Regions from separate parts of the Mus musculus genome. Here regions 1, 2, 3, 4, 5 and 6 are each linked to region 7. A link is a contact called in public ChIA-PET, Hi-C, HiCAR-type and HiChIP or PLAC-seq data. All regions are on one chromosome and are shown on one strand. The core of a region is the stretch at or near the end of the contact, and the rest is flanking DNA. Distances in the headings are between cores, read along the strand shown.

Region 1 (3,217 bases), core at 134-2,633, 410 kb before region 7:
AGGGGGAGTGGGTGGGTAGGGGAGTGGGGGTGGGTTGGTATGGGGGACTTTTGGTATAGCATTGGAAATGTAAATGAGCTAAATACCTAATAAAAAATGGAAAAAAAAGAAAATCCTATTTTGTCTTGTTTTCATGAATATTACCTAGGTGGCTAAGATTCTATCTGCTAGCAATTGAATTATAAACAAGTCTGTGCTTGAGTCTCTTTGGATTTTGCTATGTCACGTGGCATGCCATAGACCATCAACTGGCCTGGCATCGCCTAGCAGAGCACACAGGCAGGGCTCTGCCTGTGCTTGCTCCTAGACTTCTCTCCACTTTGGAGAGATAGCAAGTGCTTGCTGCTTTCTGTTGTTCTTTTCAGCAGGAACATATGTGCTGCTTCAGAAGGCAGGAAGATGTTATTCCAGGGAGGCAGCAGACTCTGCTGAATACTAAAAGGAGGATCTACATGCCATTAAGGGCATCTGCAGTGTTAGAGCTAAGCAAGGATCAATTGTATTCATTCCCTAGAACACACATAAATAAATGGGTGTGGTGGTGCCTACCCCTGGCACTCCCTGACAACCAGCCTAACCATATTAGTGAGCTTCATGCCAGGGAGATCTTGTCTTTAAAAATAAAGTAAAACCTGAGGAGTAATACATAAAGATGAGCTCTGGGACACACACACACACACACACACACACACACACACGAGAGAGAGAGAGAGAGAGAGAGAGACATGTGCACATACATATACACAGCCATACATAGAGAGACATACATATACAGACACACAGTCACATAAATGCCACACAGAGACACATACAGACACACATGCACACATGCACACATACATACAGACATACACATACACAAACACAGAGACACAAGTAGATACATACATAAAGAGATACAGACTCACAAAGACACTCACACAGAGACAGAGAGAGATAGAGGAGGGGGAGGAAAGGAGAGAGAGAGAGGGAGAGAGAGAGAGAGAGAGAGAGAGAGAGAGAGAGAGAGAGAGAGAGAGAGAGAGAGAGAGAGAAGACTTTACTGAGACTCTTACTTTCCCTTCTCTAAGGGTAACATTTTTTCAGGAAAGGTGCCATCAACACAGCAACAAATAGGATCACTACCAGGCACAAGGCTGGTTAGTGGATTCATTCAACAAGGCCAGTGGTTACTGATACCAATCTTGCTCCAATGATAAAGCCAGTGCAGTTGATGGATACAGGAGGTCTCAACAAATGTCTCAGGATACTGGGGGCCTCAGTTGCAAAACAAGATGGCCAGCAGAGTGTGTGCAAGGTTGCTGAATTCTGATGGAAGCCGGAGTGCTAGCTTGCGGGCATGGCAGCTTACAGAAGCACTCTGAGGTCTGCTTGTCTGGGCAGGAAGAAGCAAAGGAAACAGCCACTTCCTGGGGGATTTCTCATCCAGCACACTGAGTCATGTGTATGCTTCAAACAAATAATGACTAAGGCCATTTCTGGATGAGTTTTCTCAATCTAAGTTGCTATAGAAGGGTTTCAAGGAGAAACTGTGCGTAGCACTTAGTTTTTTAGAAAATGGTGCTTAAATTAAAGTAATTTTTTAGAATTTTTCCTTGTGAATATATAGGGTTCAATTCTAATGTGTAAAATCAATAGTTTTAATATCTTGGAATGGTGACATATATCTGTAATCCAAGCAAGCAGAGGTAGAGGCAAAAAGATCATGAGTTTAAGGTTATCTCCAACTCTATAGTTAGTTTTAAGCAAGACTGTATAAGGCATTGTCTCAAACAAAACAGAACAGAGAGAAACAGAGAGAGAGAGAGAGAGAGAGAGAGAGAGAGAGAGAGAGAGCATGCATGTGCAATTGCTAAATTGTCTCCAGTCTATTGACAAATATTTTACGAGCAAAATTAAAATATAAAATAAAATCAAAGACGTGCAAAATGTAGATTAGAAAATAAGGGTGAAAAAATAATTAAGAGGAGTTGTTTCTAGGGGGGTATGAATCTATCTTTTTAAGTGTCTTTGTCTCTGCCTTTCTTTGTTAAGCAAATTTTGAATCTCTTGAAGAAGCTGATGCTGATTTGGCTCGAGTCTTTGAGCACACGTGAGTTTGTGCTAACAAGGAAATATCTCAATACAAGTTTAAATAAGAAGACTGAGAATACCCAGTCCTCCATGGTAAGATGTTGACTCAGGACTGAAAAGGCACATCCGGAATAGTTAAGTGTCCTGGTATAGGAGTAGGCAGAGTGAAGAGGTGAGAAAACAAAAGGCCAAGTTGAAAGCAGAAAGTATGTGATGGTTCCAAGCAAACCCTCCTACTCTAATGGTCTACAGAAAAAAAAGATCAGTCAATTTAAAAGTGACGATACCAAAGGGTTTATTTTTCCAAAATATGCTTGGTCTCCGAGTGAATAGTTTAGACCTACATATCTGCAGAAGCTCTCTGAGTTCAGACTCCTCAGAACCTAGAAACACAGAACACCAAGGACGTAGTCCAAACCATCACATTAAATTTGAAAGAACTTCTTGACTCCTCCATAATAAACAGGGGCCCAAGTGAGTTAAGAAGGGGTTGAAGTGGGCACATGCCTGCAGTCTGTAATCCCAGTAAGAAGGGGTTGAAGCTGGCACATGCCTACAGTCTGTAATCCCAGTACTCTGGAAGCTGCAGGGAGAAGATTGAGAGTTTGAGACTAGCCTGGGCTACATAACAAGACCCTGTCTGAAATAAACAAAAAGCAGTAAAAATGCATCTTCTATTTTGGTTTGGGGAACATTTTTGTGCACCCTGTCCATATGCCAAAGAGTCAAAAAAAAGTTCAAGATTAGAGATTCTGGTACCAACCATATGTCTTTAATTTTGAAAAACATACCCCCTTATCTTCATCTGGAAATATGAACAACACTATTTATTCTCACCAGATTCATATGAGGATCCAATTAAATAGAAGTATTGGGAAATGATTTACGAAATTCCCAATGCTATATTAACAATGCATTTCTTATGTTCATACACTTAGATCAAACCCTGTGAGGAAATAGGAGCATTCCTGCATAATTTATAGAATAGGAATTAGAATGTCAGAATGGATGAAGGATTCACTCAAAATGATAACTAGCATACCACACGTGACCCTCATACACATTCTTACTACTTTAGGGAACTCTTGTTCAATCTGAGAAACAACACAGTGTAAAAGACAATTTCATGGCCACGCAGTTGCCA
Region 2 (3,478 bases), core at 110-2,609, 500 kb before region 7:
TTGTATAGTTTTAAAACATTTGAGTTGATACAGTTGATATCATGGTACAGTTTTTCCTACATCAATACATTCTACTACATATCAGCACTGCTGTGTGAAGAACAGTGGCTTGCCAGTGAATAGAACCTCTGTCTTCTTTTGGGGGCTCTAGTGGTTAGTGGCTGTGACAAATAGGAACCATTCAAGTACAATATATTAAGTGCTACAATAGAAATGTGAGCATTTACTCTTGACATTTAGACAGGAGACTAATGACTCAGCCTGTGGCTACCAGGGCGGGCTGCAGAGAAGAGGTGCTTAGGGTCTTGAAAGACAAGAGGAGTTTTCAGCAAGGAAGAGTACAATGAAGCATAAGGGGTGTAAGGTAATAAGTATGCACCACATGGCTGCTAATGTCCAACTGCCTCTGCGAAGACTTTGTACTGAGGATGCTTCAGGGAACTTGCAAGGAAGTGACTTGAGTTAAATAGGTTTGGAGAAGTAGGTAGGACCAAAATATTTATAAGGCTGTGATATTATATAATTGGCACTTTTTCTTTATATACTTCTTCCAGGCAACAGAAAATCGGGGGTAGCTATTGGGACAAGCACTTGAGTTATCCCAACACCTGAGAGCTCTCAGCCCTTGTTTTGCTGTCTTGGTGTTGACTTTCTAACATAAGATTAGTATAAGTCATTGTATGGTATCCTTTGCAGTCTTTGGAGGCATTTGAGGCTAGAAAGGGGAGGTAAGAAGTGAGAGCAGAGCTAAGGGAATTAAATAAATAAGCAGAAAGGATTGCAGCAACAGAGAAACAGAAAGAAGGCAGAGGAACTTAGAACAACAGAGAAATAAAGATGCTGGAGAGGAAATGTGTCACTGATAACATAGTTATGGAATGTAAGGAGCCAGGGCTGGTACTGCAGTATGTTCTAGTTCCTCATCATGCCATGCCTCCTGAGAATTAGTGGCCTTTCTTGGGAATTCATTTTTTGGTCTTATTCACATTTTTTTTCTTTGTCTTCAATGTGCTTCTCCAAGATTTTTCCCACAACACACAATTGTTCATGCAACTATCCAGTCAAAGCCCTTCCAGCTTTGGTCTAGAGGTTTATGACAACAAACAAATCAAGGTGGATCTGGTGATGGGTGTGACCAGATGCTTGCCCACACTGTGAGAGACATCTTGCTTGTCCCCTAAGTTCATATAAAGCAAATTGCCCTCCTGTCTTCTTTTAAAAACCCCTATCAATCCCAAAAGTTCAAGGTTCATGTATGTTAACTTGGAAATGATAAACACAGGTAGTTTACTTTGATATGATAACCATATGCTAGCAGGCAGTGAGTAATCCTGACTCATCAGCTTCCTGCAGACTACTCTGCCAACATTTAAAGCTTCCAGGAGCTCTAGTATATGGCTGCAGTAGGGGAATATAGCACATTCAAGCTCATATACACAGAGGAAAACTCCTGAAGCTAGTTAATCTTATTATACAGAACATGGATGCCTCTGTCCCATGGGAGAAGACTACTGAAGTTTCACTGGCCATGAAATGACTAAGCCTATGGCAGTACAATCTGCTGGAGATCTAGAGCCAGCCAAGGAGAAGGCCATAATATCCAGAATTTGTCCCTGGCTGCATTTTTTCAGAGCTCACATAGGTCCATTTCTGTATTGATAGGTATGAATGAAGCAAGCTCCTCTAGATAGATATAGATGGGAATACCCATTAAAGAGCATACATCCTCCACAAAGAATATGGTCCAACCTGGCAATGTATTTGGAAGTGAATTTGATACAGAATCAGAGTCTGTTTCATAACATAAACGCTACTCTAGACCCCCGTTGAGATCAGTAATGAATCCCTGATATTGAAACATGAAATTAAGATAGGGAAAAATGTCTACCTCCTCCAGAGGTATAACTATCCTGTAAACAAGTGTCTTAGGACTCAGGTGTGAGCCCCTAACTCAACCCCACCACCAACAGCATATGTCAGGAATATCTGTTGCATCTACGTGGAGAATTTCTCGAGAGGGTTTGGTATGCCTTCAGACTTAGAGAGCCAAGTCTCCACATAGCCACATGAGAGAAAGTCATCAGCTAATGGCCAGTAACCAGCGTGTCTCTATATTAACTGGCATAGAGCTTTGTACAGCTTTGAACTCCAGACGTGGGGTGACTGGTTTTCCAGGCGGATCTCACAAGGCTGTGGTCCAAGGACAAGCTGCCTATGTTGGCATTCAGAGGCTCCACTAGGAAAGATCTGGTCCCTAACCATCCACAGACTGTAAGTCAAATGGAATATGCTTCACAGCTGTAGAAGAGAGGCCTTCATTTTCTGGAAGACTGTCAGCTGAAACAAATGAAAATGCCAGAGGCCTCATGTTTGTGCTTCTTAACGTGTGGCCTCCTCCATGGTCAAATTGAGCACTAGAAAAGTCTTTGTATTATCATTTCTTTATCATGAAAACACTGAAATTTTTCTCCTTTTGAAATATATAATATCTAAGTGTTACACACACCTCTCTACTGTGCAGTAGCTCACCAGGATGTTTTACCTCTATATATCTCTAACTTATTTCCAATTGATCAATCTTCTCTACCTGTGGCTGCCTGAATTCTCCGCAATGAGTTGTAAGCACCATTTTACTCTCAGGCTCCGTGATGTAATCATTCTCTTAAGTGGAGCCATGTAGGCCGATGGAAAAATAAGAGGAATGCTATCATTCTGGGCACTCTGTGGACTGTGCGGCGGAGGGAAAATCTCACAGCACACTTTGATTCTGCCTTCCATGATGACCAACGAAGAGCTTTCAGCAGAAGGCACACATTTGATATTTACACCTCTTTCAGAAGCCAATGTAACTCTATTCTCATTTGTTTTAAATGGAAGTTCACAGTCAGATTGTAGTGGTGATAAAATAAAACAAAATAGCTCATGCTAGATCTTTTCCCCTACATTAATCCCCGCAAATATATATCAAGCCTTTATTATGGTCTAATCAGCATTATAGAAACTATAGATCTCAGAAAGGTAAAGGCTAATAAGACAAAGGGGTTCTTTTGTTTTGTTTGTTTTTGTTTTGTATTTTTTGTGGACTTTCTTTTGCAGGGGATATTGTTATTTGTTTATTTTGTTTTGTTTTCTATTTGTTTGTTTGTTTGTCCATGGACAATAAGGATTACCTGGTTATTTAAGAGGCAAACTTTAAAAAAATAATTGATAATAATTTTGAACTTAATAAAATACATCAATGAGTCTGAGACAGTAAATGATTCCACTATTGCTCAATTTTTCTGTTGAGCAGAGAACATGCAATATGTGAAAATTTAAATGGTTTTGACAATAGAATGAATCTATCAATGTGGAAATATGGTCCTCGGCATCTTGGGGCCCCATTTTGAAGTTCATCCCGAATACTTCCAGTTTACTAGCTCATTTGTGAGGATTGTAGAGACATTTCTACAGACCCAGGGACAAAAGACTGAATCAC
Region 3 (3,390 bases), core at 724-3,223, 390 kb before region 7:
ACACACACACACACACACACACACATTCAGAAACACTGGCTAATGGCTAAGTCAATGTAATGTATAAGTTTGCTAAAAATGCATAGAATGAGAAGAAAGGTTTAAAGAATCATAAGATACAAAGATATTTAGTGGGATAACTAGTGTTTCCTATGGAAACAAAGCATAAAAAGTAATGAGGAAATCTAGAGACTGGAGTACAGAAGAAAACAATGGAAAACTGCCATTATTCTGTTGAAATGTTAGCTGGTAAGAACTAGGGTCATTGAGTAGAGACTGGGCTATTTCTATGGGCAGATATGAGAGTAACTGATTGATGGAAGGAAACAGGAAATAGTAAGATAAAGTATAAAACAAACAGTCTGGTTTAAGAAAGGAAGATGAACAGACACTGGCAATAAGACAAGGGTCACACAGGAAGCTGTAGGAACTTTAGTATGCTCTCCAAAATGACCTTATTTCCTGTTGAGAAAAAAGATATATTCACATATTCATAAATTAAATATAGGGAAAATTTCCCAATCCACCTTGAAAAGCTCAGACCACATAAGTAAAGATCAATAAATCCATATTTCTAATTAGTGTTTTTTTTCAACTTGACAAAAACCTCAACATATCTAGGAAGAAGGAATCATAATTGAGAAAATGCCTCCATAAAACTGGGATTTCTGCAAGTCTGTGAGACTATTTTTTTGTTAACGATTGATGTAGGAGAGACAAGGACAACATAGACAGTGGCACCACTGAACAGGTGGCCCTGGGGTGACCAAGAAAGCAAGCTGGCCAAATATTAAAGACAAAGACAATAAGCAGCATTCTTTCATGATCTCTGCTTTAGTTCTTCCTCTATATTTCTTCCTTGAGTCCCTACCTTGATATGGATCCTATGATCGGCACATATACACTGAAGTAAACCCCTCCTCAAGTTGATTTTGGTCAGCATCTGTTATAAGAGTAATGCAAATCAAAGATATCTATCAACAGTAACAGTTGTTGTTATTATTATTATTATTATTATTATTATTATTATTATTATAACAGTATTGTCTGTGAACAAACAATACTGTAGCAATGAAAAAAACCAGAATACACATCTAGAAAATAGACACAGAACTTTCAAGCTTCCATTTGCAAAGACTTAAGAGAAAGAGCCTTACCCTATGTCAAGAAAAAGTCAGCAATGTATACAATCAAAACTTTCCAAAAATGTTGAAAGGTCATCAATCAATCTGAATCTAGAAAACACATTGGACCAAGAATGAGGAGAAGAATGCCAGGCCACACACTGGTAGTAAAAACTCAGTCAGAATGTTTGATGAATTACTAATAGTCAGTTCAGAGGTAGCATCAGATATACAAGACCCACAAGTCAAGGGTTGTCTAGACTCATTAATAGATTCTCTGTCTTAGGCATCACTCAGGTACTTATAAAAAAAAACACCACAGAGCTGAGTGGGTGTCTAGAGACTGCACCTCTTTGTGACACATACCCATGGGAGGAAGAGCAGTCATCTCAGAAAAAGAACATAGCACTACCCTCATCACATCCAAACAGTGCAGAAATAACAGGTCCGTCCATGATGCTACACACCTAGACCCATTGCAATTATGTAGTGGAAACAGATAAAGAGAGGGAAATCTCAGGAGACAGGGTCAGTAAGGACTTTCACATGCTTTATTACAGTGCTCCAAGATCAAAGAGCTTACTATGTGGTGTGGGCTCTAAGGTGTGGGCTCTAAGAAGATAGTAGAGGACATTCCTACCTGACTCCTACCCCCACCTCAACAGACTACCGAGTGCTAATGATACTTGCACACCACTAGTAGAGACACGACAGCATTGAACAGTGAACTTCTCTCCCAGCAAAAGCCTAAAGTTGAGAGCAGAGAGCAAAGTTTCCATTCATTCAGCCCTCCCTCTACTAAGTAATAGCAACACCAAAGGAACATGCAGTTAGTTCAGTTATGCACTGAGGGTTGTCATAGAAACTATACCAAAGCCCTGCTAAGCTACTTACTAGACTGATTCCACCTCCTCTGTACAAACAGTAAAGGCTTAGAAGTAAAACTGGGATGTCTACCTCTAGTCATGAACACTCTTTTGCTGAGACTCAACTGTTCTACATAGCACACAGATAAGGAAGAAGAGGTAAATGAACAAGGAAAAGTAGGAGGAGCAGGGAAAGGAGCAGGAGAAAAACGAGGAAGAAAGGAGGAGGAAGAGGATGGGAAGAACAAGGGGAAGAGCAGAAGAAGCAGGGAGGGGGAGCTAAAACAAGAAAATTATTTTAAGAAAAAAATGTAGGAATGTCATCTAAAAAGTCAGATCTAGACAGTACACAAATGCTGAAACGATCAAAAACCAAATCAAAAGAGATAATTCTGAGGCTATAGCAGAAAATTCTACACAACTACATGAGAAATGTTAGCAAAGACAGAAACAGCAAAACAAATAAAGTTAATATTAAGAATGTAAAATACACTGAGTAGCACAATGAAGACTGTTTCTGGCAGACTGATGTATAACTGTGTCATAACCTACAAACTAGGAAACCAGAACATAGGTCAGTAGAATCCACCCAAACAGAGTCATGGAAAGCAAAGAGACTGGTGACATGTGGGTGACAACACCAAGCACATTCTATCTCTCAGGGGAGAGAATGGAGCAAATATTTGAGGCAGTACTGACTGAGATTGCTCCAAAAATGATTAAAGGCATTGACACACATATCCAAGCTCAGCAAACATTATAAAAGATAATAGACCCCTATACACCAGTAGGCATATCTCTCTCTCTCTCTCTCTCTCTCTCTCTCTCTCTTCTCTCTCTCTATGTCTCTCTATCTTTCTCTGTATCTCTCTGTCTCTCTGTCTCTGTCTCTCTGTCACACACACACACACACACAGTATAAGTCTTATTCATAGCATTGAACACCAATCACAGGGAAAATCCAAGCAAAAGAAAACAAGTTGAGAAACACAATGGCTTCACGCTAGAAGCTATGCATTACAGAAAAAAACAAATGGTGTCTTCTGTGTTCTGAAATTAGAAAACCCATCAACCCAGCATTCTACACAAGGAGGAAGCAACTGCTAAGTGCTGTTGTGTGCTAACAGCTCTTATCCAGAAATAATGAATGACAACCTCATTATCAGCATTTCAAAAAACCTTAAGAGAAGTTCTTCAAGCATAACAGACACATGCAGGTCTATGAAATAAATGAGCAGCTCCAGGATGGCACAAAGAAAATAGAAGTTAACTTCATTTCCTCTTGCTTCTAATAAGGACAAAAGATAATTGCCTAAGGCAGATATGAACATTGTCTATTCCTACGGTAAGTGTACAAGGTCCTGGGCTGGTCCTGCGGCACCGAGAACAGAACAAAAATT
Region 4 (3,220 bases), core at 498-2,997, 360 kb before region 7:
CTTTCCAATTTTATTTACTTTTTCCTTGAAGCAGGTAGCCAGATATAAAAACAAAACCTAGAGTATTGTTGCCCACTAAATCTTCTATCTGATCCGAAGATACTTAAACTTGGATAACTTGTTTTCTAATAAAGATTAGAAGTCTTAAGTTGTTGATCATGGGAAATAAAAACCCCTAAGAAGGAAGTGGTTAGTTAGTGAGGTTGATTCTCAGTCTAGCAATTTTAAGACTTGTAAAGTCAAAGTGTAGAAGCCACTTTAGCAATAATGTAGAAAGATGTGATGCCCATCTAGTAGTGCTCTACTAACATGGCAAAGCCATGGATAGGATCTGTAGGACCAACTGTATAAAGTATTAGCTTACTCATTTCCTCCTAAATTTTATGACATTTGGTGGTGTGTGTGTGTGTGTGTGTGTGTGTGTGTGTGTGTGTGTTTGTGTTTGTGTGTGTACATATGGATATTTCTGTGTGTTTGGGCACATGGAGATCAGAGGAGAATTTGCAGATTCTGTTCTCTCAATTCTGTGGTTTTCAGGGATCAATCTCAGGCTTAGTTGAGATCAAGTACCTTTACACACTGAGCTTTCTAACTGGCCCAACGATATCTAAAATGTGGTAATGTTTTCTAATAAAGATTAGAACTCAAGTCATTGATCATGTGAAATATAAACCTACAAGCTACTGATCAACATTATTTTATTTAAGCCCTGATTTCCTTTCCATCAATAAGTGGAAGTGTCAAATGAAGTGGCCAGCAGAAGTTTGATGTCATGATTCTTCTGATTATCACTCCAGGTGTGGATTTTGTTCTGTGGTTGAAAACCAACAGATGCATCTTCTGTATGCTAAATATTTCAATACTTATTTTGATGTTCTTATTTCAAATAAGAGCTGCCCTACCTAAAATTAGGCAAAGCTTGCATAGTCATCATTGAAGGCACATGTTGACTTCTAGCTGGCCCCAGATACACTTACTGAACAGTATTTATTTCTTCCATTATCTGGGTAGTACCGTGTTTTGTGATAGTTAACTTTGAAAGTTTAGTCACTTAAGCTCTTTACTCAAGAATCTAATTTGGTGTGTAAAGGGAACATGCAGGTGAAGAAGGAATCTGCTTAATGAAATCCTTCAGAAACCTAGTGACACACACACACACACACTCTGCATATCACCTGAAGAGTACTTAGTCACCCGTGCATCCAGTAGAGAGATGAAGGGTGAGACAGACTGGGCATTTACTGGCCAATGTTGGGTATTTCCAATAGTTCAGTTGAGAGGCAAGAAATACGAGGCTGAGAATATGTATTATAATTCTAAAAGAGGGACAGGATCTCTGAAAAGTAGCTGTCTATCTCTCATCACAATGCATTTATGATACTCAACTGGTCCATGGCAGGCACCAGGCATATGCCTGGACCAGAGCTGGATATCTCCATAAGGAAGTACACAAAGGGCTTTCATAAAACTGTATGTGAGATACATAAAAACTAAAGACAATCAGGAAAGTATGATAACTACAAGCAGTTAACACAGCTTGGACAACATAAATCAGTGATCCAAAAGGAAAGATCCTCTTCCCAAGAATATTATTTCCATTATCATATAAATAAAAATAAACTGCTTCACACAAGTTCATCTGAGATGTTAAGCAGCTGCCCATTTCTAGTCCTCATTGGTTCTCTGCATGGAATCAGCCTTGTTTTGTGGTTTCTCACATCCTCTCTGTGAACACTGCATCATCTTTGACCTGCTGACATTTCACCAGCTCACTGGAAGTCTTTTATACATCACAGAGAAACCGCTTCCCTTGTATCCTTTTAGAATTAAATTATTTATGATATGGTGGCTTGTGATACTGTGCTTTGTTAATATATCTATTAACTTTTAACTTTTTGATACCATGTCTTTATATAAGGAAATCATTGCCATTTATTTAGGGAGTAAGGGAACATGTAAAGAGAATTTATAAAATAAGGTATATGTTTTTGAAAAACACTGCACACCATTATTATGTGAACAATGAAGATTCAGTAAAATCAGCATGAGTGTGATACTTTTCTGGAAATCTCCCAACTTCATCAAACTTAGAGAAGAAGGCACCTCTGAGCTAAAAACTGTTAAGTCACATTTCAGTCAAAAATACAACTAGGTCATCCCCCTGAACATAAGCCAACAGGCACATGATTAGCACTGGGAAGTTAAGGAAGGTGGACATCCACTTCCTCCAAACATTTAAAGCTGGCTCAGGAGAGGTCATGGGCTTTATCTCATGTGCTCTAGTGCATAGAAGACACTAGAACAAAAAGCTCTCTGAGACACAAAGCAGCAATCCTTCTGATGGCATTAGTCTCTGCATCCTTTTCATGGTGAGAAAAATAAGAGAGATAGTTAAACATTAGAAAAAAAATAATAAGACAATACATGGATGTTAATAAAGAAGTAATTTTAAATTAAAATATTTAAGAGCCTGTGTAGGAATTATGATGACTGTATGAAATATGCTGAAAAAATTACACATTAAAACCAAACTACAATCATGACTAATAGAGGGAAACAAAAATATCATTATATCAGGAAAAGCACATAGGCTTTGCTTAAAGTTCAACCAGCCTTATCAACTATGAGATAATACTGTATAAACATGAAATTTTAGCACTTCAAACTGGACAAATTTCCTGGACAATGGTTAAATGTCATCAATCTAATCTCATGAACTGGCTCATGTTAACACCTTGACTCCAATCTATTGAAAGTTGAGCAGAGTACCATTTTTACAATATTTTTATTTTATTTTTTTTAAGTCTTTTTTTTCCATTTTTATTAGGTATTTAGCTCATTTACATTTCCAATGCTATACCAAAAGTCCCCCATACCCACCCACCCCAACTCCCCTACCCACCCACTCCCCCTATTTGGCCCTGGCGTTCCCCTGTACTGGGGCATATGAAGTTTGCATGTCCAATGGGCCTCTCTTTCCAGTGATGGCCAACTAGGCCATCTTTTGATACATATGCAGCTAGAGTCAAGAGCTCCGGGGTACTGGTTAGTTCATAATGTTGTTCCACCTATAGGGTTGCAGATCCCTTTAGCTCCTTGGGTACTTTCTCTAGCTCCTCCATTGGGAGCCCTGTGATCCATCCATTAGCTGACTGTGAGCATCCACTTCTGTGTTTGCTAGGCCCCGGCATAGTCTCACAAGAGACAGCTACATCTGGGT
Region 5 (3,232 bases), core at 319-2,818, 280 kb before region 7:
ACACACACACACACACACACACACACACACACACACACACACACACACACACACACAGATTTTTGGATCCATCTACCAGGAAATGAGCTGTATGTCTCATCTTTTGAACTTGGAAGTATTTTTTTAAATTCACATAGTTACTGAGGCCCTGCAGTGTGTCAGAGCACTGGACATCTCAAAGTCATGCATTAAGACAACAGTTTGTTTGTTTGCTTACTTGATTTCACTTTGCAAAAGTGCATAGTCTTGTTAAAGAAGCAGAGGAGCTCATAAATTACATGGGTCCTTTATGTAGCCGTGCTGTGTTGGACAATCTTAGGCTCTGAGCACAAAGTGACAGCAATCTGGCCATCAATTCTGTAAATGTGAAGGTTTCAATATATGACTCACTGAGTCGTGTGCTTGGCAGACATTAGCTCCTGAAGACAACCTAGGAAGTAGTGACACTCACCAAGGAATGACAATCATGGAACTAGAGAAAGATGGCATCTCCCCAGCAGGAACATGTGTTGCTTATAAATGGACATGTGTTGTTTGATAATGGGGGCATTTGTTGTTTTATGGTTGTCAGTGAGCATATGACCTGTCTTGGAGAACATCCGCCAATTTCCTTGGACAAGGCCCCTGGCCTTTCTTGCATCATCCCCACGTTCTTGAGTGAAGACACTGTATATAATTTTTTTTGTTACACAGCATGACCAGATGCCTTTTCAAAGCTCTAACAGACTCTAGGCTGACAAAGTGGGGCTACATACGAAATTACAGCCATTAAAGGATCAGAAAAACAGTGATTGCATTTTCCTTTTGTGACTTAATTTTAGAGATGATATAGAATTATAATGAGCATGGAAGGACAAAGGATTGACTGCATTTTAACTCAAATATCTACAGGGCATTCTAAGCCAAGAGTGGCCCGTATCTCACTTCTGGATCACTGTGTTTTTGCCCTGCAAACCCTTCCCAACTCCTCGAGTCTATTACAGTATGTATAGAGACCCAGTGAAGGGGTTTCTGTCTCACCGTTTATGAGAAAAGCAAGGAAAGTGTTGTCATAGAGTGGGCTGGAAATAGTATGCTTAGTGGCCCAACTGGCCCATAGAGTAGAGCTGGCCAGTGAGGCAGAAACTCCAAATGGTATATGACCAGGAAAGTATCCAGTATGTGTAGACACTGAAAAGTTAGATGATGAATGAGGATAAAGTCAATTCTATCTAGTTTGGGGGAAGTTACATACAAGGGATCATAGGTGATTTAAACACAGTTTCGCCTATTAAAAATCTTCCCTACTGTGGACCAGAAGCAGACAGCTGCCACCTTGGGGGTGGGGGTGGAGGACGTCAGGGAAGTGCTGCCTGATTCAGTTTCTGTCAGGCAGGTCATAGTGTCCCCACCGTGGTTGCCTTGAGCTGTAAATGCATTTGGAAATCATCTTATGTCATGTGAGTAAAGAGGTATCTGAGGTTGAATGCCTATGGCAGGGAAAAAGGGGCTTTATACTCTTGAGAGTAAAGCTTATGAAATTCTGATGTGCCTGTTCATGTGCCTACCTATCACCTAGAATGTTTGTGTAAATGCAGAGTTTCCTGTTGTGTAGGACAGAATCTGGATGTGCGCGTTGCTCACCAGCCACCCAATGTTGCTGAAACTGCTGCTCTTACATCAACGTTTGTGATGTCATAGGCAAAGTCTCATAAAATAACAATACAAAACCACAAAATGAATCAACTAAACTAATCTTGTATATAGAATTCTTGAAATTCACAGTGCTCTCTCTGTGTCTCTGTCTCTGTCCTCCCTCCCCCCTCCCTTCCACTTCTTTCTTTTTTTTTTTTTTTTTTTGAACTTTTTTTTTATTAGGTATTTTCCTCGTTTACATTTTCTTTTTTTTCCCATTTTTATTAGGTATTTAGCTCATTTACATTTCCAATGCTATGCCAAAAGTCCCCCATACCCACCCACCCCCACTCCCCTACCCACCCACTCCCCCTTTTTGGCCCTGGCGTTCCCCTGTACTGGGGCATATAAAGTTTGCGTGTCCAATGGGCCTCTCATTTCTTTCTCACCAGGCTTCAACTTTAGAAAGACTGAAAGGAACGCCTACAGAGCAGAGTGGGGATTAGGGAAGCATAAGCCCAGCTTCCTAAGTGCTGTTTTGTAGTTGGTGGTGGTGGTGGTGGTGGTCATATTCAATGTCTTTAAAGGTTCTTCCTCCTCTAATTTAGGATTGGTCAGTTTGAGGAAAGACAGGATGACTAATTGGCCCATACCAGTTGTGTAAATACATCTTGACCCAACCTTGAATTTTTTGAGCCAGTCCATTAGCAGAGGTCATATTGGCAAGAAAAGAAGTTCACAAGGCCTTTGTTGTAATCTATCAGACATTTTGTCTTGGGTCAAGAAAAAAAAGGATTTATTTTCACATTGTGTGTATGAGTGTTTTGTCTGCACTTTGGTTTGATGGGGTAGCAATGTACAAATCCAGGTTGTCAGACACAACATGAGACCCTACACTCAAACGAGCATTTGATGGGTAGGCACATCAAAATTTCAGAATGTAAGTATGTACACCATGTGCTTCATGTGCCTAGAGAGGCCACTAAGAGTATTGGAACCTCTGGAACAGGAATTACAGATGGTTGTGAGCTACCATGTGGGAGTTGGGAACCAAACTCTGGCCCTATGCAAGAGGAACGAGTGTTTCTCACTACTGAGTTGTTTCTTTAGTTCAGGAACCTAAGAGTCAGAGGGAACTTCCTTCTCATAGGTGAAGGGGGATGATAGACAGAAGGGCCAGGAAGTGGGGCTGAGAGGAAAAGGGGCTGTGATTGGGATGTTAAGTGAATAAACAAATAAATTAATGGAAAAATCCCTCTTTATTCTAATATGACTGTCACTGTGGCTGTGGCTATTCTGACATGCTGAAAGCATTGCCTTACAAAGCAACAAACAACCCTCCAAAATTACAGGAATAATTATGAACAGAAATGTCCTGAAACAGAAGAAAATATGACTCATAATTATGTCCAAGCCATCTATCAGAATTCTACCAATAAATGTATATTGTATGTATAAGGTAAGAAGAATAAAATAAAAGACACTAAATGAGAGAGAGAGAGAGAGAGAGAGAGAGAAACAGAGACAGAGACAGAAAGACAGAGAGAGAGAGAGAGACAGAGAGAGACAGAGAGAGAGAGAGGAAGTAGGCACTTAATGGTATCCTGTAGCACATCTC
Region 6 (3,475 bases), core at 860-3,359, 430 kb before region 7:
TTATGTGTGTATGTGGGTGAGTACGCATGCGTATGTGTGTGTATGTGTGGTGTGTTTGTGTGTGTATGTGTGTGGTGCATTGTGTGTGTGTTTGTGTGTGGGGGGGTCTGTATGCATGTGTATGTGTGTGTTTATGTGTGTGTATGTGTGGTGTGTTTGTGTGTGTATGTGTGTGGTGCATTGTGTGTGTGTTTGTGTGTGGGGGGGTCTGTATGCATGTGTATGTGTGTGTTTATGTGTGTGTATGTGTGGTGTGTTTGTGTGTGTATGTGTGTGGTGCATTGTGTGTGTGTTTGTGTGTGTGTGGGTCTGTATGCATGTGTATGTGTGTGTTTATGTGTGTGTATGTGTGGTGTGTTTGTGTGTGTATGTGTGTGGTGCATTGTGTGTGTGTGTTAGAAAGGGAAGGGACACTCATTATGGAATCTTATAAATGTGAAGGTGACATTCTTCACAGGATAATGTGCTTTATGTAGAAGCCTAATTAGTGATCATGAAGTGCAAATCATGAAATCCTGCTAATGAATGCACTAGTAATATCAGCTATCAAAGAGCGAGTGGGGTATGACACAAGATTTGATTGCTTTAGGAAAAGTAAACATTAATCTGCTCCATGATCTAACAATTATACTCCCTGGTATATATACAAGAGGATAAAAACACAGATATTCGACATTCATTCATCATTGTCAAACTCTAGGAGCAACCTGAATGTCTATCAATAAGGAGATGAATAAATAAATCACAAAAGTAAGTGATTCAGCAATGAAGAAGGATGGGGAATTGATCTACACAGCAAATGAATAAATTTAAACATTATGTTGAGCAACAGTCATTAGTCACTACAAGAAACATACTGTACTACCTCAATCCTGTAAATTTCAAGAATAAATGAAATAGTTATATGAGACAGTGGTTGTCTGAGTCTGTATAGGATAACAGTCAACTGCATAAAGACTCAAGGGAATTTTCTGGAATAAATGGAATGGTTCATATCCTAACTTGGGCAGAAGATACATGGGTAAATGTAGCTGATAAACTCATCATTTCTTATCTCCATGTATCTCACAGTAAACTGTGACTTCCCAAAGGTCAGATCTGAGAGAAGGGACAGGCTGAAAGGCCACAGAAAACACAAGCAAGCAAGCAAGCAAGCAAGGTTAAACGAATAAAGCAAATGTTTGAGGCATAAACTTAGAAATGCACAAATAGTCTTAACCACTATTTGTTTCTTTATGAATGATTTGTTAAACTCTTCATTATACAATATGTTCAGACATTAAGACATAGATATTTAGTGATATATGTCTTAAATGCTAACAATTTGGTTTGTAGATTTCTCTTGTCTTTGAACATTGATTCTTTAAAATAATGAACTTCTAAGCAGTTTTAAGCTCTATGTTAAGAGTGTCCTTATTACATCTGTTGACATTAAAATAGACAGTGGGCATAAAAGTGAAGGAAAGCCTACCAAGGATGCATATGTCACAGCAGAGCTTGGAGAACTGAAGGGTCTCTAAACATCTGGAATTCTCCAGATTCCAGCTGCATCTTCAGAGTAGGCACAATGATGACACAATAATGGACTGTTGTGTAACTAAGAGGAAGCATGCAAAGAGCACTTGGTAGCATTTGAGTGGTTCATTATCTCAGTTGCCTTCTGTCTCCTACCACATCATGACTTTCTCTGATAACAAAATATTGTTTCTTAACTAGTTAAACTGAATGTTCTGAAAGAGCCAACACAGAAATCACGAACAAAGAATACTGAATATTTCTGTCTAGGGACTAATCTTTGTTAACACTAATCCACCTGGAGCAGAGAACACAGGAAACAATAAATTTGCATCCATTGTTGCTGCGGCTTTAGTGGGAAGCTATAGAAATAACAGGCTGTTTTTATGATGTTATAAAGCTATATTGCCTAAACCTAGGATTGTCCGGTGTCCACTGCACACCAGATTCTGTGTTATGAACTAATTCAGTTGCAGATACAGCAAAGGATTATTTATCCTCAGGGCAAAAACAAGGAGGCCAATGTGTACTTCTCCAAAATAGAGCAGAAATTCACATTTCAACCACAGGCAGAAGCAATGCTCTGACCTAATCATAGGCTGACTGTGTAGATAGCAGAGCTGGAGGAACTTCACCCAGTACCTTCCAACTCAAGTTAGTGCTAACGAGGAGAGAAACAAGTTTTGATAATGATATATTTTTTGCCACAAGTTTCTCTTTGCACAGAAGTTCTTAACAAAATATGAAAGACTACACTTCCTTCCTTGTCCCCGAGGCCGAACATTGCACATAACATTTATTTAAATGTAAGATGCATTTATTTACATTTCAGGTCTCAGGAGATTTTTACACGCTGCATATGACCAGAAGACAGCGCCAAGACATCAACTGCTCTTCCAGACTAAGCCTCCGATCGTTTAGCCCATGTGCTTCTGCTTCAGCTGTTACAGCCCTAACAAGCAAAAGGATATCAGAGCAGCCCATCTTGAAAATGTATTTTTTTTCATAATGAAAGGGGAACCAAACTGTTATGAAGCCTTGGTAATGATCTTGACACCTCCTGTCTTCCCCCTCACCCCTTAGCCCGGTGTTATCTGTCTATCTGTCTCAGAGGGCAGTGCCACCATGCAGGAGATTATGAAGGAGTAGGAGCAGTTAGACTTCTCGAATCTGTTATAAAGAGGAATCCTATTTCTTCTGAGACCACTGAGATAATCAATCTTAAGTCAGTTGTTAGAAGACTATAAGAAGAAGAGCTAGGCCTCAGCGTGATAGGTCAATTGGGTGCAGATAAAATGTCACCTTTTCTCTTATAGAGCTCTGACACAAAGCATGTCTGTCTGCACGTGAACATAGAATAGGAAGGTATCACACTGACTGGTTATCTCAGTAACGATAAACACCATAGGAAGATTCCAACAGCCAGGTCACTGCCTCAGCCAACTAGCATTTGCCAAGAAGAAGATCTGATTATTCTGGATCTAATATGGTTAAAGGCTTGCTGGAGTCAGATATTTAAAATACTTTAAAGTATATGTATAGAATCACCAATCTCCTGAAACACACACACATTCACAGCCTCATTCCTTTGGCTCAGAAGTATTAGGATCTAAAGCTCTTAGATTGTTAAGTAAGTATAAGCTGTACTTCAACACACTTACCTCCTCGCCCTACCCGGAAGAGAACTTGACGAGGGGAGAGATGTAAGATCACATGCATCTATGAGGACTATTAGCATATTAATGAACCGTATGTCTATTTACACTTCCATCACCAAGATTATTTTACCAGCTATTTTAAGGAACAGGTTATGCTTTAATTAATAGCATTTGGGGAGAGGAAGCCAGCTGTATCTCCAAAGTGCATTCAAGCTCCAAACAATTTATTCCACATCAAGAGCTTCCAGCTCACCCAATACTTTAACATGTTAACACTGCCGATCAAGGAAGTACATCTTTTT
Region 7 (3,373 bases), core at 628-3,127:
ATCCCAAAGAACATGAGCTAATGTATTTCCTCCCACACCGAGTAAGCTGACAGTACCCACTTGTCCAAACCTCTCCTAACTCTACCTTTAACACAGCATCAGGCAGCCACTCTCTTGCTGAGTCTCTGAACCAAGTCAGATTGATAACATTCTGATTCCAGAACTCACTAAGAAAATTTCTGTGCGAACAAGTCCTCTAAATGTAGATGTACACCTATAAAAGGGGCCACCTAGTGCCCATCATAGGAGAGATGAACTCATCCCTGTCTTCTGCTCTTTCATGTATTTTATAGAGCTACACCTTTATAAATAACTTCTTTCAGACTGAAGGGAAATGTAAGCAAAATGTAATACCCACATAATGACCTCAAATGTCATTTTGGAAAGAGCAAGGAAGCCAGAATCAGGAGAAAGAAAAACATAAAGTAAGATGAACAAAGAAGACATTCTACATCATTTAGACCAGCGTGACTGAATGTCCCGCAGGGTTTCCCTGGTAAGTTGACGCTGCAGGAACCACATAATCAACTGAGCATCCTTTCCCTTAACAAACCTCGGTCCCCTAACAGCACTGCTGCCTCTCTCTCCTCTGGGGTTTTTCCAATAAGTTTTGTGTGGCTGCAACTATCTCATCAATATGCACATCCCTACCTATAAAGCTTCTGTCTCCAAACAGAAACCTCTGGGTGTCCTCTGGGGCAGAAACCACCTCCCCTGAGGGAAGCAAAATCAAAGGTGGAGAGGGGCAAACACCGGTGCCTCTGGTTCTCGCATCACCTAGAGCTAGCCAGTTGCAAGCCTGAAAGTCCATACTAGCAGCAGGCTCCTGGGTTTGCTCAGGACCCTTGTCCTGCTAGAGGGGCCAGATAAGCTCAAGTAGGCTGTAGTGCAAATTTGAGACTCCAGAGGAGCCTCTCATCACCCACTCTTACTTTGAAGCCCTGATTTTCTAACTCTTTCTTGACTTCTCTTTGGGGTAGGTAGAACATGAAGGTAGCCTAGGGGTAACAGGCCTGACTTGGGGGGGTGGTGTTGGGGGGACGGAGAGGGCAGGAGTTGCTGAAGGTGGGGCTGGAGATAGCCATGAAAAGAGAGCTCTTTAGGCAACTGCAACCCCAGCATGCCTTCCTTGTTCTAAGGACCAGGACCACTTCCTCTGAAGCAGGAGACAGCCAGTGACTGGGACTAGGGTTGAGAAGCAGTCCCTAAGCACTCCAGGTCGCTGCAGCACCTTTTAAGAACAGCTCAAAGGGACCATAAGCTGGGCCAGAACTCAGTGTCACCTGGGAGTTGGAACTCATATGTGTGTGCGTGTGTGTGTGTGTGTGTGTGTGTGTGTGTGTGTGTGTGTGTGGTGTTCACCCCAGACCAAGCGAGCTCCACTAGACAGTAATCAGGGTCACAGGGGTACCACCAGCAGCCAGGGTCCCTGGGAAGCAAGGCTGAAGGGACGATCTTGGCTGCAAGCTGGGAAACTTGATAAGAAACACACCAGCTGTCTCTCAGGCAGGACGTACTCCCCACCACCACCACCCTGAACTGTCCGATGCGCACGACTACAGCCTATGGATTCACCCATCCTCACCCTCCGCACCCTGCAAAATTCCCTCCCGAGCCCCAGGATCCCAGGCAGGATGTTACCTCTTGCAGAGGCTGAGTAGGGGGCGATAGCAGCGGCAGACACTTTTCAGGATGACTTTCCTGCGTTCTCCAGTGAAAGCGTGTGCGCCCAAGCAGAAGCTGTAACCTGCTATTTATAGCGGCGAGCTCAGCACCCGGGGCTGGGAACCCGGAGGATGGTAGCGTGCAGGGCGCGGGCCGAGCCTCCCCGCTCCCCGCTCCCTGCTCTGGGCTGGCAGCTCACGCTCCGCCCGCCGCCCCGCAGCGCGCGCCCGGGAGAAGTTGCTCCTCGCCCGCAGCTCACACGCCCCCTGGCACTGTCGCCACGTCCCCACCCCCAACGCCCTGCCTCTCTTCCTCCTCGTCTTAGGCTCACTCCCTCGGAGCGGTCTCCTCCCAATGTCACCAACCAGCCACCAAAGAGGAACAGCAGCAGTCTCGCAACTGGTGCAGCTCGCCTCCCTGCCACAGATGGAGTTGGTGGCCCGACCGCACAGCTCGAAATGACCACAACACGCTGCTTCTGTTTACTGACACCCACCACTCAGACTCTGCTGTCTCTGGGGTCAGCTGCCAATCCTGGGGTGCGGGATCACAGGGGCGAAGCGCGCGGGGCGGGGGGGGGGGGGGGCAAGGCAATCACAATGCGACCCGGACAGGAGAAGAGACTGCAGAAGGCGGAAATGTAAAAGGATGTGAGAAGGTAGCTCAGACTAGTCCCCACTGACTGTCCCTGGGAGGAGGATTGGGCGTTAGAGGAGTGTGAAGCGCTGTCCCACGTTCTGGTGACTTCTGCGTGTCACGGTCCTGAGAACTGCTTCTCCCTTGCCAGTGTTTTCCCCTAGACCCAGACTGAGCAGACCTGGGCACAGGGGCAGCCCACAGCCACTCCCCACCTTGCAGAGTGCCTAAGTGTTCCCAACCACCAGGCTCATGCCTTTGACAGCCTGGTTGTGTGGAGACAATCCGCCCTCGGTGTGTTTGAGGTGTCAGAAAATTTTGGTGTGTAATCACGCTGTCTGGAAAGAGACTGAAACTCCCCCACTTCCTCGCGAACAAACCCGAGGGGTGAGGGGTAGTCTGGATAGTCCGGCCTGTGGGGGTGGGGCAAATGACTCTCTCCATCTGCGCCTTACAGGTGCCACCTGGCGGCTTTCCTAGAGAGGTTTTGTCCACTCTGCTCAGAGGTAATTCTTCTCAGAGCTTACCCACAAAGGCACACTAGTCCTTTTTCTTCCTTGCAACCCTTTAAACTGGCACTCTAAATAAAGTAAAAACGCGTGTACACAAGTGTGACATTTGTCACACAAAGAGCCTGGAATCTTAAAGTCAGTGAAATCAATTTGGGTTAAGGCAGTGCTTAACAGTATTACAGTATTACAAAATGGGAAGCTGTGTCTGCCCCCAGCTGTCACCCCTGCTGTCACTGCCTGAATCGAGACATCCATTTACTTCCCAAGTATTTGCTACTAGATATTATCTTTGTTGATGAGGGCAGGGAGTTTGATGGTTTAAATTTATGTGTGTGGGGGCGGGGTGCTAGTGGTGGTGTGAGGGTGTCTTTGGTTGGTTCCGTTGGTTGATTGGGTTGGTTGGTTGGTTGGTTGGTTGGTTGGTTTGGGTTGGTTGGTGGCTGAGTTGGTTAGTGGGTGGGTAATTGAGTGGGTGGGTGGATTGGTTAGGTTGCTTGTTTGATAGGTTGGTTGAGTTGGTTAAGTTGGTTGGTTAGCTGGTTTGGATGGTTAGTTTGGTT

Evidence for each region. Hi-C and Micro-C count contacts between places; a contact is called where the count stands out from the background. ChIA-PET counts read pairs in DNA pulled down with a chosen protein or histone mark. HiCAR-type assays count read pairs that join an accessible place to other places. HiChIP or PLAC-seq counts read pairs in DNA pulled down with a chosen protein or histone mark.
Region 1: a contact with region 7 is called in a Hi-C map of Th2 cells, with 4 times the contacts expected there. The contact joins the enhancer-like site here to the promoter of Inpp4b in region 7. A contact is called at or near these places in 8 of 39 promoter capture datasets (the C10 cell line, embryonic stem cells, frontonasal cranial neural crest and 3 more), 4 of 484 Hi-C or Micro-C datasets (Th2 cells, cortical neurons, group 2 innate lymphoid cells and 1 more), 4 of 115 datasets of contacts at active chromatin or transcription factors (bone marrow-derived macrophages, large pre-B cells and regulatory T cells) and 3 of 9 other capture datasets (adipose tissue, liver and macrophages).
Region 2: a contact with region 7 is called in a FOXA1 HiChIP or PLAC-seq map of pancreatic cancer cells. The contact joins the enhancer-like site here to the promoter of Inpp4b in region 7. A contact is called at or near these places in 3 of 39 promoter capture datasets (the 3T3-L1 cell line, hippocampal neurons and neural stem cells), 2 of 484 Hi-C or Micro-C datasets (CD4 T cells and cortical neurons), 5 of 115 datasets of contacts at active chromatin or transcription factors (astrocytes, bone marrow-derived macrophages, large pre-B cells and 2 more) and 2 of 9 other capture datasets (liver and pancreatic islet).
Region 3: a contact with region 7 is called in a HiCAR-type map of Th17 cells, with 4 times the contacts expected there. The contact joins the enhancer-like site here to the promoter of Inpp4b in region 7. A contact is called at or near these places in 3 of 39 promoter capture datasets (the C10 cell line, embryonic stem cells and liver), 1 of 484 Hi-C or Micro-C datasets (group 2 innate lymphoid cells), 1 of 115 datasets of contacts at active chromatin or transcription factors (Th17 cells) and 2 of 9 other capture datasets (adipose tissue and liver).
Region 4: an RNA polymerase II ChIA-PET map of memory CD8 T cells shows a contact between it and region 7, with 136 read pairs. The contact joins the enhancer-like site here to the promoter of Inpp4b in region 7. A contact is called at or near these places in 6 of 39 promoter capture datasets (embryonic stem cells, frontonasal cranial neural crest, hippocampal neurons and 2 more), 1 of 15 datasets of contacts at CTCF or cohesin (pro-B cells), 2 of 484 Hi-C or Micro-C datasets (CD4 T cells and Th2 cells), 3 of 115 datasets of contacts at active chromatin or transcription factors (effector CD8 T cells, embryonic stem cells and memory CD8 T cells) and 1 of 9 other capture datasets (liver).
Region 5: an H3K27ac HiChIP or PLAC-seq map of regulatory T cells shows a contact between it and region 7, with 4 times the contacts expected there. The contact joins the enhancer-like site here to the promoter of Inpp4b in region 7. A contact is called at or near these places in 4 of 39 promoter capture datasets (the C10 cell line, embryonic stem cells, liver and 1 more), 7 of 484 Hi-C or Micro-C datasets (B cells, the Ba/F3 cell line, CD4 T cells and 4 more), 5 of 115 datasets of contacts at active chromatin or transcription factors (bone marrow-derived macrophages, embryonic stem cells, large pre-B cells and 2 more) and 1 of 9 other capture datasets (liver).
Region 6: an RNA polymerase II ChIA-PET map of memory CD8 T cells shows a contact between it and region 7, with 593 read pairs. The contact joins the enhancer-like site here to the promoter of Inpp4b in region 7. A contact is called at or near these places in 5 of 39 promoter capture datasets (the 3T3-L1 cell line, the C10 cell line, cranial neural crest and 1 more), 1 of 15 datasets of contacts at CTCF or cohesin (pro-B cells), 3 of 484 Hi-C or Micro-C datasets (the Ba/F3 cell line, group 2 innate lymphoid cells and uterus), 12 of 115 datasets of contacts at active chromatin or transcription factors (the 230-238 cell line, CD8 T cells, bone marrow-derived macrophages and 6 more) and 3 of 9 other capture datasets (adipose tissue, liver and macrophages).

Annotation. Positions count from the first base shown.
Region 1 is chr8:81,755,052-81,758,268 of GRCm38.p6, reverse strand. The region is part of intron 5 of Inpp4b (inositol polyphosphate-4-phosphatase, type II); the gene reads right to left. Among named protein-coding and RNA genes, the nearest start is that of Gm25267, 400 kb to the left of the region's middle. Within about 2 kb of position 1,383, at least 93 of the 459 cell types and tissues checked have an H3K27ac peak or open chromatin away from gene starts, as enhancers often do. A contact at or near this core is called in Th2 cells, bone marrow-derived macrophages, group 2 innate lymphoid cells and 1 more, where this site is marked.
Region 2 is chr8:81,838,547-81,842,024 of GRCm38.p6, reverse strand. The region is part of intron 7 of Inpp4b (inositol polyphosphate-4-phosphatase, type II); the gene reads right to left. Among named protein-coding and RNA genes, the nearest start is that of Gm25267, 310 kb to the left of the region's middle. Within about 2 kb of position 1,359, at least 18 of the 459 cell types and tissues checked have an H3K27ac peak or open chromatin away from gene starts, as enhancers often do. A contact at or near this core is called in pancreatic cancer cells, where this site is marked.
Region 3 is chr8:81,734,399-81,737,788 of GRCm38.p6, reverse strand. All of the region lies in intron 3 of Inpp4b (inositol polyphosphate-4-phosphatase, type II), which reads right to left. Among named protein-coding and RNA genes, the nearest start is that of Gm51582, 390 kb to the right of the region's middle. Within about 2 kb of position 1,973, at least 18 of the 459 cell types and tissues checked have an H3K27ac peak or open chromatin away from gene starts, as enhancers often do. A contact at or near this core is called in Th17 cells and group 2 innate lymphoid cells, where this site is marked.
Region 4 is chr8:81,700,743-81,703,962 of GRCm38.p6, reverse strand. The region is part of intron 2 of Inpp4b (inositol polyphosphate-4-phosphatase, type II); the gene reads right to left. Among named protein-coding and RNA genes, the nearest start is that of Gm51582, 360 kb to the right of the region's middle. Within about 2 kb of position 1,747, at least 26 of the 459 cell types and tissues checked have an H3K27ac peak or open chromatin away from gene starts, as enhancers often do. A contact at or near this core is called in Th2 cells, effector CD8 T cells and memory CD8 T cells, where this site is marked.
Region 5 is chr8:81,617,502-81,620,733 of GRCm38.p6, reverse strand. The region is part of intron 2 of Inpp4b (inositol polyphosphate-4-phosphatase, type II); the gene reads right to left. Among named protein-coding and RNA genes, the nearest start is that of Gm51582, 280 kb to the right of the region's middle. Within about 2 kb of position 1,568, at least 7 of the 459 cell types and tissues checked have an H3K27ac peak or open chromatin away from gene starts, as enhancers often do. A contact at or near this core is called in regulatory T cells, where this site is marked.
Region 6 is chr8:81,772,840-81,776,314 of GRCm38.p6, reverse strand. All of the region lies in intron 7 of Inpp4b (inositol polyphosphate-4-phosphatase, type II), which reads right to left. Among named protein-coding and RNA genes, the nearest start is that of Gm25267, 380 kb to the left of the region's middle. Within about 2 kb of position 2,109, at least 49 of the 459 cell types and tissues checked have an H3K27ac peak or open chromatin away from gene starts, as enhancers often do. A contact at or near this core is called in the Ba/F3 cell line, CD8 T cells, bone marrow-derived macrophages and 3 more, where this site is marked.
Region 7 is chr8:81,341,066-81,344,438 of GRCm38.p6, reverse strand. Inpp4b (inositol polyphosphate-4-phosphatase, type II) reads right to left here and starts at 1,877. Exons shown (of 25, transcript NM_001024617.3): 1 at 1,642-1,877. Gm51582 (classical arabinogalactan protein 9-like) reads left to right here and starts at 1,786. Exons shown (of 2, transcript XM_030243908.1): 1 at 1,786-2,185. The coding sequence starts at 1,797.